2 separate regions of the Zea mays genome follow, and region 2 is linked to region 1. The links are chromatin contacts, called in public Hi-C maps. All regions are on one chromosome and are shown on one strand. Each heading gives the region's core, a stretch centred on a gene start, on an enhancer-like site or on the middle of the called end of the contact. The rest is flanking DNA. Distances are from core to core; before and after follow the strand shown.

Region 1 (7,718 bases), core at 3,564-6,063:
AGGACTTCGTTTCAGATTTTCAAACTAGCGAGGGTCTTTGTGCAAATACGACGGCGCGGCCGCAGGCGCGCCTTTATTCTGTATAGGTCTGGGCCGAATGGGCTGATGGCAGCTTAATACTATTGAAAGCTTTTCCTTTTTCTTTTTCTGAGAAAGTTTAGAAATCCATAAAGAATTCGAGAAAAATAATAAAAATATGGGACCGATTTTGCTAAATTACTAATTTTCCATAGTATTTAGTAAAAATAGTTTCAGGATTTTTATTCCAAATAAGAAATTTTGGGATATTTAAAATAGCTAAAACCCATACTTCTAGAATTTTAGAAAGTAATTAATAATCCCAAAATTCACCAAAATTTTTAGATAAGCTTTAAATATTATTTAGAAGCCTTGGGTAAAATTTGGTATGATTTGAACCATGTTTGGTAATTAGAACCCAAAACCCTAGTCCCTTGCCCTATGAACATCACTATAGACTCCAAAAACCCTAGTTTCCCGGAGGCTCGTGAAGGAAAGTTATATTCAAGACATTAGATAATAAACTTTTATTATCTTTGCATTTTCATGAGCATTACATGAGCATTCATGATTATATATGGCTATATCTAGAGAACGAGGAGGAAATAGAAGTTGAAGAAGCGAGGACTACACCACCACCACCTGAAGAACCTTAGGCAGGAAACTGCTTTTACTTTGATATCTGTGGAGTAGAGCCTGACTCACCTATCACTCAAGGCAAGCCCCGGTGCATTTGCCACCTCCTTGCTATTTTAAATTCTTTCTCACTTACTTGATGCATTAGGTGATAGGAGTTGTGTGCTAAACCAGTTGCTGCATTTCCTTCCTTGGATTTGATTACTTCTCCTTAATCCCATGTTTACAAAAAGTTTTTTCTTATGCTTAGCTTTGCTCTAGAAAAACAAAATGTTTTGTTTTGACAAAAGATGATGCTTCAAGTGGGTGGGATGTTTTCGAAAATAAAATTTGATGGTGGATCCATCATTGCCATGATGGGTTCAACATTGGAAAAGATGTACCTCTGCCAGGTACCAAACTTTAGGTTTGAAATGATAAAGCTGAGACCGGGCGGGTGACTTGCACGAGAAGAGAGTCTTGGTGTAGTGTCTCTGTCTAAGTCGATTAAGGACCTTGTCGATGTAGGCTTGATGATCGAGGACCCTTTAACTGGTCACATGCCTCGTCATGGGTAAGCTTTGCCTCGGGCAGACTAATACCAGAATAAGATTACATGCAATGGGAGTGGAGAGATGGCGAGAGAAGCGTGTACCCTCCATGGCAAGAGGCTAGATGGTGGTGTATCTGTGCTCTCGGTTGGCGTGAACCTGATCTGGTCTTAAGAACCCCGATGGCGAGTTGAAATATGCAAGGGTTAAGTGCTACATATGTCGTGTGATTGGAGATCCTCAGCTGAGTATAATCGATTCGGATCGCCGTAACTTCATGGACATGAAGACTTGGTCACTGCCCTACACGTAGCATTCCAGTGAATAAGAAAGGGTTGATAAGAAATTGGCTAGTATAGGTCAAGTGCTTGAACTAGGGTAGAAAGAACTCTAGAACTTGGGTAAAGACTTAACTTGCTAATAAAACTGGACCTTTAAGGATCCATTGTTAGTAAGCATTTCTACAAACAGAGTCATTGATTATTGAAAAGCCATACCTTGATCCCCAAAGGCCAGCATATCCTTGAGAATCTTTTATTTTGACGGGTAAGACTTGCGAAAGTACATTTTGTACTCAGGGCTTTGTCCGATGTTGTTTTAGGTGAAGAAGCAGCAAACTTTTGTTGCTTCTGTTCCAAGGTGGTGCCCAAAGAAGAAAATCAAGACTGAAGCCGCAGGAGGAAGTGTCCTCCTTTAAGAAAAACTTTTTACTATTTATCGGCATGGGTTTTTGCCTCCCAGGTTATGTAATAATATTACTCAGCACTCTTATATTTCGCTCTGGTCTATAATAATACAACTCTTTCTTACTTTAATATAAAGTAAGTTATTGTAACTGCTTCCGTGTTTTTGTACCTCCGATGTATTGTAATGTCTGCGTGACGGGTGAAACGCTCTTGGGCAAGGTAAGGAATATAGATACCGAACTTGTCAAGTGATCAGGGGCACCTGCAGGGTTGTCTGAGGTCTGTTAGACAAGGACAACTATAGGTGGGCCTAATTACTTGGGAGGTTCTGTCACATTACTCTTACTACTCTGACTCTTTCTAAACTTTTCTTAATATTTTCTCATCTATTGTTGCTTTATTCTGATTATTCTTACCTTTTCTCTTCTATAGACAAAAGTGGATTTCACACAATGAAATCATGTACCTAAAGTGACCTTTAGGAATAGGAGACCTAATCTTAGGAACAAAAACAAAACTATTTTTGTAAGTATTTATGCACTTGAATGTTTGTTCTTATGATAACTGTTCGATTTGGTTCTTCGATTGAGTGTGATGAGTTGTAGAGTAATATCCACAATTGCATCTGCATATACATATAGGCATAAAAATGTGTTTATAAGATAACTAGCCAACCTAGATTACCCCCACTAAAATGTATCTAGTATCACATATCTATCTTACCTTAGTAGATTCTATCTAAGCCTTGAAGATTCATCTTATAATCATAGTTATCCCGACATAGACACAAAACAAAAGATCAAAGCTCTGCCTAAGATCCTTCAGCTTATGACCAGCTACTAGGCTATCTATTCTGCCTACTAAATTATTCCCCTTGCAAAATTGTCTTACCATATGTCTCTAGCCTAGATGGTTAATACTAGGAGGGGAGGAGGTGTGGATCTACCCACACTAATTCGTCGAAGAAGGGCTATAGCTAATCTGGAACAAGAAATGAATCCTCCTCCGAATCCCCGCCTGCTGATGATGTGGCTGCTGCTCAAATGCGACTACTACAACAAATGGCCTACACGATGACAGGAATGCAAGCACAGATCCGTCAAGAACATCAAGAAATGTGTCAAGAACATCAAGAAATGCGTTAATAACGATAGGAACGATAGGAACGACAACAACTACCACCTCCAACACTACTAGCTTCGCCCAGGGATAAGCACTAGGAGTTTTTGAGTCACAAGCCACCTACATTCTCTAACTCCTCAGATCCACTACAGGCTGACGACTGGTCAAAGTCTGTGGAAAAGATGCTCAATATTTCTCAGTGCATTGATAGGGAGAAAGTGATATATGCATCGAGTCGCCTCACTGGCCCCGCTACGGATTGGTGGGATGCATACTGCACAACACATGCTGCGACTGACACCATCTCTTGGGCAGAATTCTCCACTAACTTCAGGAATTACACATTCCTGCTAGTCTCATGAAGATCAAGAAGAAGGAGTTCCTATCTCTCAAACAGGGAGGCATGTTAGTAAGTGAATACATAGACAGATTCATCCAACTATCTCGATATGCTCCTGGGGAATTTGATAATGATGAGAAAAAGCAGGAACTATTTCTGTAAGGATTGATCGGGCCACTTCAATACCAACTGATGTCCCACACATTCCCATCCTTTTAGAGACTTCTAGACAAGGCTATAGCTCTGGAGCACAAACGAGTTGAGCTAGGAGAAAAGAGAAGGGCTACTAACCAGGGATAGGCTGGAAGTAGTACCCGTCCCCGTTATACTGCACCTCAAGGCACACCCTCTCGTGGCAATTCCAGGCAACAGACTTAACAGACCCAACCTGCTCCGCCCCAAGCAAGCACTCCAGCGGGACCTATTTCTCCTAATGCATCCACAAACAGGTCATGCTTCAAATGTGGACAGGCTGGTTATTATGCCAACTACTATCCCAATAGGGTTGCTTATACCACTCCAGCTCCAATGAAGGAGGGTTAGGTCTCTGGATGTAAGATTCAGGGCTTATCCGTCAATCGGGGGTAGGTCAACCATGTGGAAGTAGAAGATGAACTTGGTGAACCCAAAGACCTGGAAGAAGTGTCGGTTGAAGGTGAAGAAGCAACTGAAGGAGGAAGTGAGCAATAAGATTAGAGTATATATTTTTGGGGAATAGTATTTGTAAGACCTAAATAATACCTTAGGTAGTAGCTAGTTCTTTATTATTTTAAGAATAGCAATAAGGTCTGTTGAACCTATATTTTAATAACAAGTTATGCACCATGGTGATATTCTTGATTGTGCAAATGTTTCTAGACAAGATTTAGATACATCCCTTTACTTACTAATCTCGAGGATGAGATTATTTTTAAGGGGTAGAATTTGTAACACCCAAATTCTACTTTATAATTTATAACATAAATAAATAAATAAATGTCCCAAAATGAATATATTTGCTAAATAAAATAAAAGATACTTAGATAAACTAAAATTATCCTTGGATTGGATTATATATAGAAGAATTATGATTAAATTTTTTACCTACAATAGAGATTATACTTCCCTAAAATTAATAAGGTTTGAACTATTCTCTATTATATGATTGGAAACATGTATAAAGGAACTGAAATAAAAACAAATATATAAATTACAATTTTTGCATTCATTCTGGTATCTTGAGTTGAGCATTTTTTAAGTAGAACTCTAAATCCAAATTTGAATTTAAATTTGAAATGGGTTTAAATGGGAAAGAAAGAAAAACAAAAGGAAATAGAAACATAAAGAGAAAAACAGAAAAGAAAAGGGCCTGAATGGGCCGCTCGTTCGGATTTCGGCCCATTAAGCCTTTCTAGCTTGTGCATCGCGAGCCCAGGCTCGACCGCATGGGGGGAGTGCGCCAGCATGTGGGTCCCGCTTCACAGCCATGGCGCGCTCATGGCACTACCCGGTAGGGCCCACTGGTCAAACTCACAGGGCGCGCACTCGACTTCGCTGACTGAGATGTGGTCCCGTGTTGTCATCCTTTTCCTCCCCTCCTCATACCGAATACCAAATCTGATGCTGCCGCGCCCGGAACTGGTTGTTGAGATTTTTCCCCTTCTTTACCGGCCTGTGGATATATATGCGAGCTGTGGGAACCCCCTTCCTCCTCTCCCCATCGACCGATAGAACTCCAATCACTCTACCGCGAAACTCCATCGCCGTTGTGGGGTTGGTCAACGAAAGCGAAGTGGTCGCTATGCTCGGGCTGACCCTCGCCATTGCTCTCGAGGGTTGGCTGGTGGGCATCGCTGTGGTGTGCTGCGCCTGGGTGGCTGGTGACTCATCGTCCCGTAGCATCACCCACTGAGGCCTGGTTTGAGTTTCGCCGCCGTTTGCCATGGCCCGAGCTCGCTGCATCGCTATTGCAGGTAAGACGGTGGCCCTAATGTTCGCCATGTTTGTAGAGTCGTGTAGGAGGCCTTGAGTGAGAGTTTCGTATGCGAGGTTGGTAGATGCTTGCGTCGGCCATTGCCCCGCTGTGGGAAGCTACAAGAGCATGTTTGGTTCAGCTTTTTTCTGACTAGCTTTTATGAGAATCTGGCTGTGGGGAGAATCTGACTGTGTAGAGAATATAAGTATCATTAGAATTACGTACGGAGGAAGATAAAAGAGTCCATAGGACTCAGGATATAGAAAATGACGAATTCCTACTATTGCAACGACTCAACCGATTATATGTTTATGTTGATTTTGAATGGTTTTTACCCAAACGAATTTTATAGAAGCTGACTGAAAAGCTGAGCGTTTGGCAGTCCGCAGCAGCTTTTGGTGGCCAGAAGCTCTAAAAAGCTGAAACAAACGGGGACAACGCCGCTAACCGGAGAGCGAGGAATGGGATGGGAGATGACTCGGGTTGCTCTAGCCGTTTGATGTAGGGATGAAAACGGGACGGATAGAACCGCATACAGGGTAATTCTGTATTCTACCCTAATGTATTTCTCTCGGATACGGGACCGGATACGGATAATTAAGATTAGGGACGGATACAGGACGGGACCGGGTAATAACCCGGACGGGTAAGAAACGGATAACAGATACTACTCGGGTAGGTACCGGATAATTGTCGGGTAATTCATCCGATGATATTAATTGTTCAACCATTCATAAGTTAAGCAATACATAATTATGTATATGATAGATCAGATGTAAGAAAGGAAACCGGTAAAATTGACATCTTGCAGTTCAAAGTTGTTTATCACAAGGACATTGTAGAACCAACACCGCAATATTTAAAATTCATAAAATATTCTAGTTTCACTCAATAATTGTAAATAAGTTACAAAAACTAATAAACATTTTATATGAAGATAACTCAAGTTCTCGTATGAAAATGATAAAGTTAAGTACTGATTATGTTGAAACTTGGATATTTACACTGATTTCACATGTAACTCATACAAATAAGTGAAAGTGAAAGGAAAGAAACATGGGCATCTTATAGATCTTATGATCCAAATATTTTTTATGGTTACATATGGACATATGTTGTATCCGTAAAATTTCACGATTTTTTGAGGATATTTATGTGTTATTAATTTCTTGTCATAGAAAATCATCAAAATACAATTAAATCATTAAAATATTGTAGTATCGACCGAAAAATACAAATAAGTTACCAATACTAATAAATAGTATATAAAAAGATAACCTTAAGTTCCCACGTGGAGATAACCTTAAGCACCCACATAAAAATGATAAAGTCTATTAATTTAATATAAATTTGGACATTATTTCAATGATTTTGGTCTAAAAGATATGTTCAAACAAAAAATTGATGTATTACAAAGTCATAGATCTCTTCAAGCTCTACAATTTTCATATAAACTTTATCTTCATCCGATTTCATATGTAAAATTTATGATTTTATAACTATATTACGCAGAAAAAGAAAAAACGGGTACCCGAATTCCTGGTACCCGTATCCGACCCGGGATTTTCGGGTATTGACCGGGTATTAGTGATTTCGTATCCTACCCTTATCCGAGGTTCAATATCTGGGTAATACCCGTATCCGTCCCGACAAAAAAAATACCCGTATCCGTATCCGAAATTACGTCTCGTTTTGGTACCCGTATCCGATACCCGTTTCGGGTACCCGTCCCGTTTTCATCCCTAGTTTGATGGGCATGGACAGTGCAGATTAAAACCAGCATACCGCTTTGAGCCAACCTGATCTGAACCGTGGATCTATTGATGTGTGGCTCGGGTTGGTTCCCTTCGCGCTTACAATCTGGTTCGTAAGATCTTAATCCAACGGCTGTAAGCGTACTGGTTCAAGATTGGATCCGGGCCATCAAATCTGAATGGGGTGGATAGAAATCAATCCGGGTCTTTAAAACTGGATCGTTGGTTCTCGATCCGAGGGCAGGCAATGTGTACCGCTTCAATTTAAGCAAGATCAAATCTCGGCCAGAAAAATCAGATCTAACGACCAGGGTTCCTAGATACCCCTTCGACCTGTTATTTATTTTCGGTAAAGAGACCCCGAGTTTTATCTATTTAACCCTCATTCTGGCCTTAGCCAAAACTAATTGCATACAGGTCCTAAACTTTTATAAGAAACACACTGAGCTTTTAGATAATACGACCCCCAGTCCGAAGAAAGCCCCAGATCTAATTAAATAAATTAGAAAAATAATTTTTAGTATTGGAATAAAATTCTAAAACTTAGTAAATCCATATCTCTTTTATTTTAACTCCTTTTTGATCCATTCCAGTTGCATTGAATTCATATTAATTATGTTTAGCATCTAGTAACCTTATATTACTATGAAACTTATGGTTAAATTCATGTACTCAACT
Region 2 (7,718 bases), core at 3,133-5,632, 170 kb after region 1:
TATGTATGCAATGCTTCTCAACAAAATCCTTGCTCATGAAAGTATGCGATCCACCAGAATCAAAAAGAATGACGACAGGATGATTGGCAACGAAAAACGTACCCATCATCACAGGCTCTCCTTCTGGTGTGGTAGCCACTTAAGTATAGTAGACCCTTCTAGTTCTCCTTTCACCTTTGCTTGTCCGAGTGCTTGCCACATTTCCCTTGCCTTGAGATATGCTTCCAGAAGCCTTTTGGAAGTTTGATTTATTTTTCTTCGGATAGGAACAATCCTTGATGAAATGCCCAGACTTCCCACAGTTGAAGCAGCTATTAGATGAACTCGGTAGGGCTGGGAAATGAGTACCAGGGGCACTCGGCTGAATATTTTGAGTAGGGACAGTAGTTGGATGGATGAAGACCAGTTGCTTGAAAGGATAGGAGGATGGGCGAGGAAAAGAGCGATTTGGGTTAAAGGGACGGATCACTAGCCTTGACCGCTTTTCGGATCCTTGAGAGGACCCCTCACCACCTTCATGTCCAAACCTTTTTGTCTTTCCATGTCCCGAATTCTTTGCCTCCACCGAAAGTGCTAAGATCATGGCCCTGCTAAAAGTGAGATCTAGACAGGTGGCCATCTTCCGCTATAGTCGATCATTCAGACCTCTCATGAAACAATTCTTCTTTTTTAGGTCCGTGTCAACTTGCCCTAAGGCATACTGAGAGAAATGGTTGAACTTGGCAAGGTATTGCATCACCGAGTCTCCTCCTTCCTTCAAGTGAACAAACTCTTCCAGTTTCATCTATAGAACACCATCTGGGATATAATGCTCCCTAAACGCTTGCTTGAACTCTGCCCATGTAACAAGATGACCTTCAGGTTGAACAGCTACAAAGTTTGCCCACCAGGTACTGGTGGGACCTCTCAATTGCTTAGCAGCAAACAGGGGCTTCTGGGTCTCCATGCATCGAATCAATCCAAATTTTTGTTCCATTACACGAACCCATTCGTCCGCCTCCAAGGGTTCTTCTGCCTTAACAAAAATAGGTAGAGGAGTTTCCGAAAATTCCATATACATGGTGTCTCTAGGGCTTGGTGTTGGCCTCTGCCTCCCTGCTAATGAATTTGATTTCCAACCATTTCTCGAAGAAAGCGAGTATTATCAGTAGTGGCATTAATCAAAGCAGCAATGGCCTCTACCAGTATGGGAGGTACAGGCGATGGGATCGGAGTTTCCTCCCCACCATGAGAAGTTCTAGCCCCATCATGACCACGAGTTTTGGATGACATCTGAAGAAGAAAACATACTTGATTATCACACATCACAATTACACAGCCTCTGTTACATTATTCCAAGCTTGTTCTAATTATACATACTCAACTTATACAACTCACCTTTCCTTATTTAGATTACATCAGGAAATAACCTACTACTACACTAATGTAGTCCTCTACATCCTTGTCTGCTCCCTCTCCACTGCTAGCTTCGGGAGGGCGATCATCCGCGATGTTCATGGAAGGAGAGGCTCCAAAGAGATCCAACTCCCCATAAGGTCCTCTACCAGCTGCTCTTGCTGCACCAACTCCCATCACCGCAACCTCTGGTGGCACGTTCGGATGTAGCTAGTCGTATAGCATGTGCACTTCCTCGTGTAGAGCATTATTATACACTTGCAAATTTTCCAGGGCTACGCTTAGCTCTTCCACCCGGCCTCGGGTACTCGCCTCACAATCCTAGGCTATAGATCATGAATTTACAGCCCAGTCAATAGCTCTGTCCCGCTCCACAATCTCCCACTGCAAACGCTCAACCTCTACTGACAACTCAGCGATGCGGCGACTATCACGAGCACGCTCCCTGCCTCCATGGCACAGTTCCATCGTTAGATGTTCAACTCTGGCCTCCAGATCCCCTATGGGATCATTACTCCCGCTACTGCTCCCCTCATGCCGAGGAGCCAATTGGTGACAAAGTACTCCCTAAGGTCCAGCCACCTTCCGAAGGGTAGTCTTTATGTGTGCCATGTCTCTATAAGAGGGGGAGATTACTTTGTATGGTTTAAATATAATGCAAGCATGACCTATGATTATGGAACCAAGTACTGGTTGATCCCATACCTCCTATATATAACCTGTTATTTGGCACTCTTTCACCCGACTTCTTTAAAAATAAGTTGTTATAAGGAAGGATCAAGGTAAGAATGAAAGAATATTCAAAGGTAAGGATTTTAAAATCTTTTGAAGCACTAAGTAATATTCGAAGGAATGGGCTTCGCTCTGATACCAGCTGTCACGAAACCTCCCAAGATATTAGGCCCACCTACTAATGTCCTTGTCCTAAGGACCTTAGACAGTCATGTAGGTGCACTCAATGGCTCGGGAGGTCCGATTACCTGTATCACCATCACATCGCCCAAGAGCGCTTATCCCATAATGCAGACATCACACGCCATCGGAGTAAGCGGAAAGGATTACAATAACATAATTTACATTCATAAGTATAATATAGAAAGAGTTGATTATTACATAATCGGGTTCTGAGTGCTTAAACTTATTACATCATAAGAAGGCAAAACACCTTCCAAAGATAGTTCTTAGTTCTCCTCCTGCTTTGGAACAACCTTGAAGCAGAAACAACAAAACTCAGCAGTTTCATCACCTACAACAACATGGGTTTGAAAACCCTGAGTACGGAGTGTACTTTCGCAAGTCTTACCCGTCTAAGGAAAAGGACTCTCAAGGATATGCTGGCCTTTGGGAATCAAGGTAAAGGTTATTAAAATTCAAAGACTCTTTTTGTAGAAAAACTTATTATGAGTGGATCCTTAAGAATTCATTTTACTCATCAGGTTAAGTAATTACCTGCATCTAGACTCCTTTCTATTCTTAGGTCAAGAACTTGGCCTATACTAGCCATCTTTTATCATCCCTTGAGTTTACTTGTCACTACGTGTAGGTCAGTGACCAAGTCTTCATGTCCGAGAAGTAACGGTGATCTGAATCGATTAATACCCAGCTGGGGATCTCTAACCACACGACATATGTAGCACTTAACTGTTGCATATGTCAACTCGCAAATGGACTTCTCAAGACCAGAATGGGTTCACGCCAACCGAGAGCATAGATACTCCACCATCCAACCTCTTGCCATGGAGGGTACACGCTACTCTCACCATCTCTCAACTCCCATTGCGTGGTAGCCTCTCTGGTATTGGTTTGACCGAGGCAAAGCTTATCCATGACGAGGCATGTGGCCAGTTAAAAGGTCCTCGATCATCAAGCCTACATTGTCTCGGTCCTTAAACGACTCAGATGGAGACACTACACCAAGACTTCCTTCTCATGCAAGTCACCCGCTCGGTCTCGTCTTCATCATTTACACCAAAATTTGGTACCTGACAGAGGTATGCTTTTCAGACGTTGAACCCATCACGGTCATGATGGATTCACCATCTTAAGTCTTTTCTTTATAAAAATTCTCATCTATTGTGAAGCATCACCTTTCGTTTTAAAACAAAACATTTTGTTTTCAACAGCAAGGCTAAGCATCATGAAAATCCTTTTCATAAAGAGGTATCAAGGAATGATAATCAATTCTTCCAAGGAAGGAAATGCATCAATTGTTTAGCACACAACTCCTATCACCTAATGCATCATATAAGGTGATAAAGATTTTAAAACATCAAGGAAAGGGCTAAAATGCACCGGGGCTTGCCTTGTGTCGTAGGAGTTTCTGATTCCACACCATAGATGTCGAAGTAAAAATTGTTCTCCACTGGAGGATTCACGGTCTAGGAGACAACTTCCTCCTCTACTACAAATTCTTCCTCGTGTTCTAGACATGATAATACATGTACATGAATGCTCATGCTATGTCATGAAAAGCAATCATACAATAGAAATATAGTATATTGTGTCTTGAATACAACTTTCCTTCACGGAATAGTCAATCTCTAAGATTTCCTAGTTAAGTGTTCCTTTAGGATTAGTATTAAATAATTAATCCTGTGAAGCTAGTTATTGGGTTTTCTGGTCAAACAGTGTCCAAACCATTTCAAACTTCACTCAAGGTCTGTGACCATCATATTAAGCCTACCCAAAAAGTTTTATGATTTTTGGAATTACTAAACTATTTCTAAAATTCTAAAAGTCTTTATTCAAGCACCTTTAAATGCTACATAATTCTGGGTTTGGAATAAAAAACTTGGAATTATTTTTATTAAATACTACATGGTTTTAGGAATTTAACAAAACGGGTCTCATAATTTTACCAATTTCCTACTATTTTCTATACATTTCCCAAATTAGGAGTAAAAAGAAAAGAATTAACTATGAATAGTATCTGGCTGAATTCAGGTGAGTCGACCCAAACCCATACTGAAACCAAGAGCGTCCGCGCCCGCGCATGCTGATTTGCACCGAGGTCCCTGGCATTTCGAACATCTAGTAAAGAGTCCCTGAGTACTATTCATGTGTTTCACTGACAATTGCACATAGGCCCCCTCATTTCTATTTCTTCACAACACTAGGTCCTCGACCGCGCACCAATCGAATACCTGGCCAGAGGCACGAATACTCGTCGGCGGTGACCTGTTCTAGTGATGTTGAGTACACGGGCGCCATTACTGATGCTAGCCAAACACATGCATAGGCTTAATTCCACCAGTTCGCCATTAAATCATATATGTCCGCGACAACAGCGGAGCAAGATCACCGGTGTGCCCGTTCCTATTTACACGAGTCAGTCGCATTCAATCCAACTCGAAATGCATAAGTGACCTACTAGGACTATGATGTTTGTGCAAATTTGTACAAAGGGGACCCAGAACGACCGGTCGACATGAACTATGTCCACAGCGGCGTTCTCGGGCGACAACGAGACGTTCCATAAGCTGCGGCGTAGTAGCTTTCAATTGGCCGAGACTGGGAACTTCAATAGCAGTAACGAATGCTAAAACATGAACCCGGGAGGCATGAACTAACCTGAGAATGGCTGGCCATGGTGAGATGCCTCACGGCGGCGAAAGTAACTGATTTGGGGGAAATCCCAAATTCTTGGGCTACGGTGGATGAATTGAGGTGAGAAGTGGTGCTCTAAGAGCATAACAAGAGGGCGAAACAGGGAGGGCACTCAATTTATAGAGGTCGGCTATGGGTGCTCCGAATTTTTGATGGAGATGGACTTACGACGGTGAAGAGGTGAGTCACCGGAGCCGTCTACCGTGGTGCTCAATGGGGTAAGGTCTCGGGGTAGTAAATGGGTTGTCCACTATGACTATTGCGATGTGGTAACGCCCTCAAGCACGTGGCATCATCGCAAGGAGCGGCGAACGCCGATGATGGCATTTCAACCGATCGTGAAGCAAGTGGGTACAGCGTCCAGCGTACGAACTCATCCACAGCCACGATATTTTGACCCCTCTGTAATATCCATGTCAAGCCTTGCAAGAATCTTCACGACGAGCTCGAATCATTGTACCCGATCACTAGCGGCGAGGTGCACTGCATGTTTGATCTTTGCAGTGACTGTACCATGCCAACTCCATTTAGTGACCTGACAGAGCAAGTTGAGGGGCCTTTTTCTTTAATTTTCCTGTGATGAACTACTAACCCAATTACATCAAAGTTATTCTCCTATAGACCAGCTTCAACTTTGTCATAGTGATCTTGGTCATTTACTCACTGGATCATGCACCCCTTGGCTCCAAAGTCGATCAATTACAACTGATAGTCTGATTTCATACTACTGCTTGACTGACAGCCGACTTCTAGGGCATTTTACTCCAATTTCTGCACCATTCTTGGGCTAAGTCACTTAATCAAACTTAGACTACTATAGTAGCTCTACAACTTTGCTGACCACTTGTAACACCCCGGGATCCACAAACACCCCAGAATGCTACTAAACTACACATCTAACATTCGTATATAAAATTTCGACAGCATCTCCTTTAAAAATTGCATAAAAGGGGAATCAACAAAGTATAAATAGATATCATGATAAGAAAACATAATAGACATTAATAGTCTGCTAGCAATGGGAAAACAACCATAACGGCATGAGCTAAATTAACCAGTGCGCATAACTAGTTAGAAACAAATTTCCTTTGACAAGAAGCTTCTAATTAAATCATGACTGCACCTAAGCAGCGTTATTATAAGAGTGAAAGTGGATGTGCTGCTACTTCCCACTTCCTAGATGAGCAACAAGCACCTGCATTGAGTAATGCAAGAGTGAGATGAAACATCTCAGCAAGCGAATTATTTTGATGAGATATTTAAACCACAAATTGAATTCATCAACATTTTAAAAGAGTCACAATTAAAATCAGAAATACTTGTAGATATAGAACTTAGTAGTCCCACTATAACCAATACCATCTCATTTCCTCGAACAACCACAATAGGTTCTATAACACTTCCTTGCGTCAACAATACCTGCAAATATCACTTCAATGTATGCATAGGAATGCAATGTGTAGGTACTCTATATTCATACCTCTGAGGGTATAAAACCACATCATCTGCAAATATCACTTCAATGAATGCATATGAATGCAATGCATATGTCCTCTGCCTTCATACCTCTAAGGGTATGAAGCCGCATCGTACCCCTCCTCGGGCAACGTACGATGCTAAATTGTACCAGTACGGTCGGACCATAGGTCACGACAAGACTTCAGATGCAAATGAGTCATGCAATGTATATGGCATACTGCATTTATCAATAAACTTTACTTCCTTCAGATACAATACAAACCTCAAATAATACTTTATTTACCTTCAGATACAATACCAACCTCAAATAATACTTCATTTATCTTCAGGGGTGTGAATTAATCTCATGAATCATACTCGAATCATAATCATCATCAATATATGATTGAGCATCAGTATAATGCAAGCAAGTAAAGCATCACCATAGAGTCCAATTATGAAAGAATCTAATACTTCTGATATTAGAGTGTAGGCAATAGAAATAACAGGTCAGAACGGAAGCAACCACCGCTACATTCACTTGCCTTCATCGAAGAAGAAGAAATGTACTAGACATGATCTGGAGTGTAGCCACCTGCTAGCGGGCATAAAACTTAGTACAAATATTTCACAAACATTTGCCATCAATCAACAAAACACTCCTACACTTGAAACCAAGACCCAGTGGAAAGACTCCCACCCTGAACCACATGCCATACAGCAGCAGCGCTGTTTGTTAATTTTGTATCTTTAAAATTAAAACAGCGGTGATATCAAACAAATACTCTAGGAGTATCTACACAAAATACTCTACAACTTCAGTATTCAATGGATAATTAAATTCTGCCATCTACAAGTTCCAAAACATCTAACAAGGTAACTGACTAAATCTGTTTTAGACAGCAGTATGGTTAACTTTAAAATTCGATATCTCCCAAACTACTGAACCAAAAATTATGAAATTCTGCTGGAAGTAAGAACCTTTATCCCTCTACAAAAGTCTCCATAGTTGGAAGAGCCAATTCGGCCATTTACTAGATGAAACCCACCAGTGAACAAACCCACTCATTTTTGTCAGACAAACAGGAACAGCCACAGTAAAACAAACATAACTGGAGTTTCACAAATCATATGAATGCACTCTTTAACAATTACGAAATCTTATGAAATTATCTACAACTTATTTTACCAACCCACAGTTTAATTCTGTTGATAAAATTGCCTAACTCTTAAGAGAACAGATTCTGCACAGAATTATG

Evidence for each region. A called contact is a pair of places that touch in the nucleus more often than the background predicts.
Region 2: a contact with region 1 is called in a Hi-C map of tassel, with 2.6 times the contacts expected there. The contact joins two enhancer-like sites. A contact is called at or near these places in 2 of 25 Hi-C or Micro-C datasets (leaf and tassel).

The regions. Positions count from the first base shown.
Region 1 is chr6:62,318,083-62,325,800 of Zm-B73-REFERENCE-NAM-5.0, forward strand. No RefSeq gene overlaps it. Among protein-coding and RNA genes, the nearest start is that of LOC109940412, 190 kb to the left of the region's middle. Within about 2 kb of position 4,814, at least 19 of the 20 cell types and tissues checked have an H3K27ac peak or open chromatin away from gene starts, as enhancers often do. A contact at or near this core is called in leaf and tassel, where this site is marked.
Region 2 is chr6:62,491,104-62,498,821 of Zm-B73-REFERENCE-NAM-5.0, forward strand. No RefSeq gene overlaps it. Among protein-coding and RNA genes, the nearest start is that of LOC109940412, 360 kb to the left of the region's middle. Within about 2 kb of position 4,383, at least 14 of the 20 cell types and tissues checked have an H3K27ac peak or open chromatin away from gene starts, as enhancers often do. A contact at or near this core is called in leaf and tassel, where this site is marked.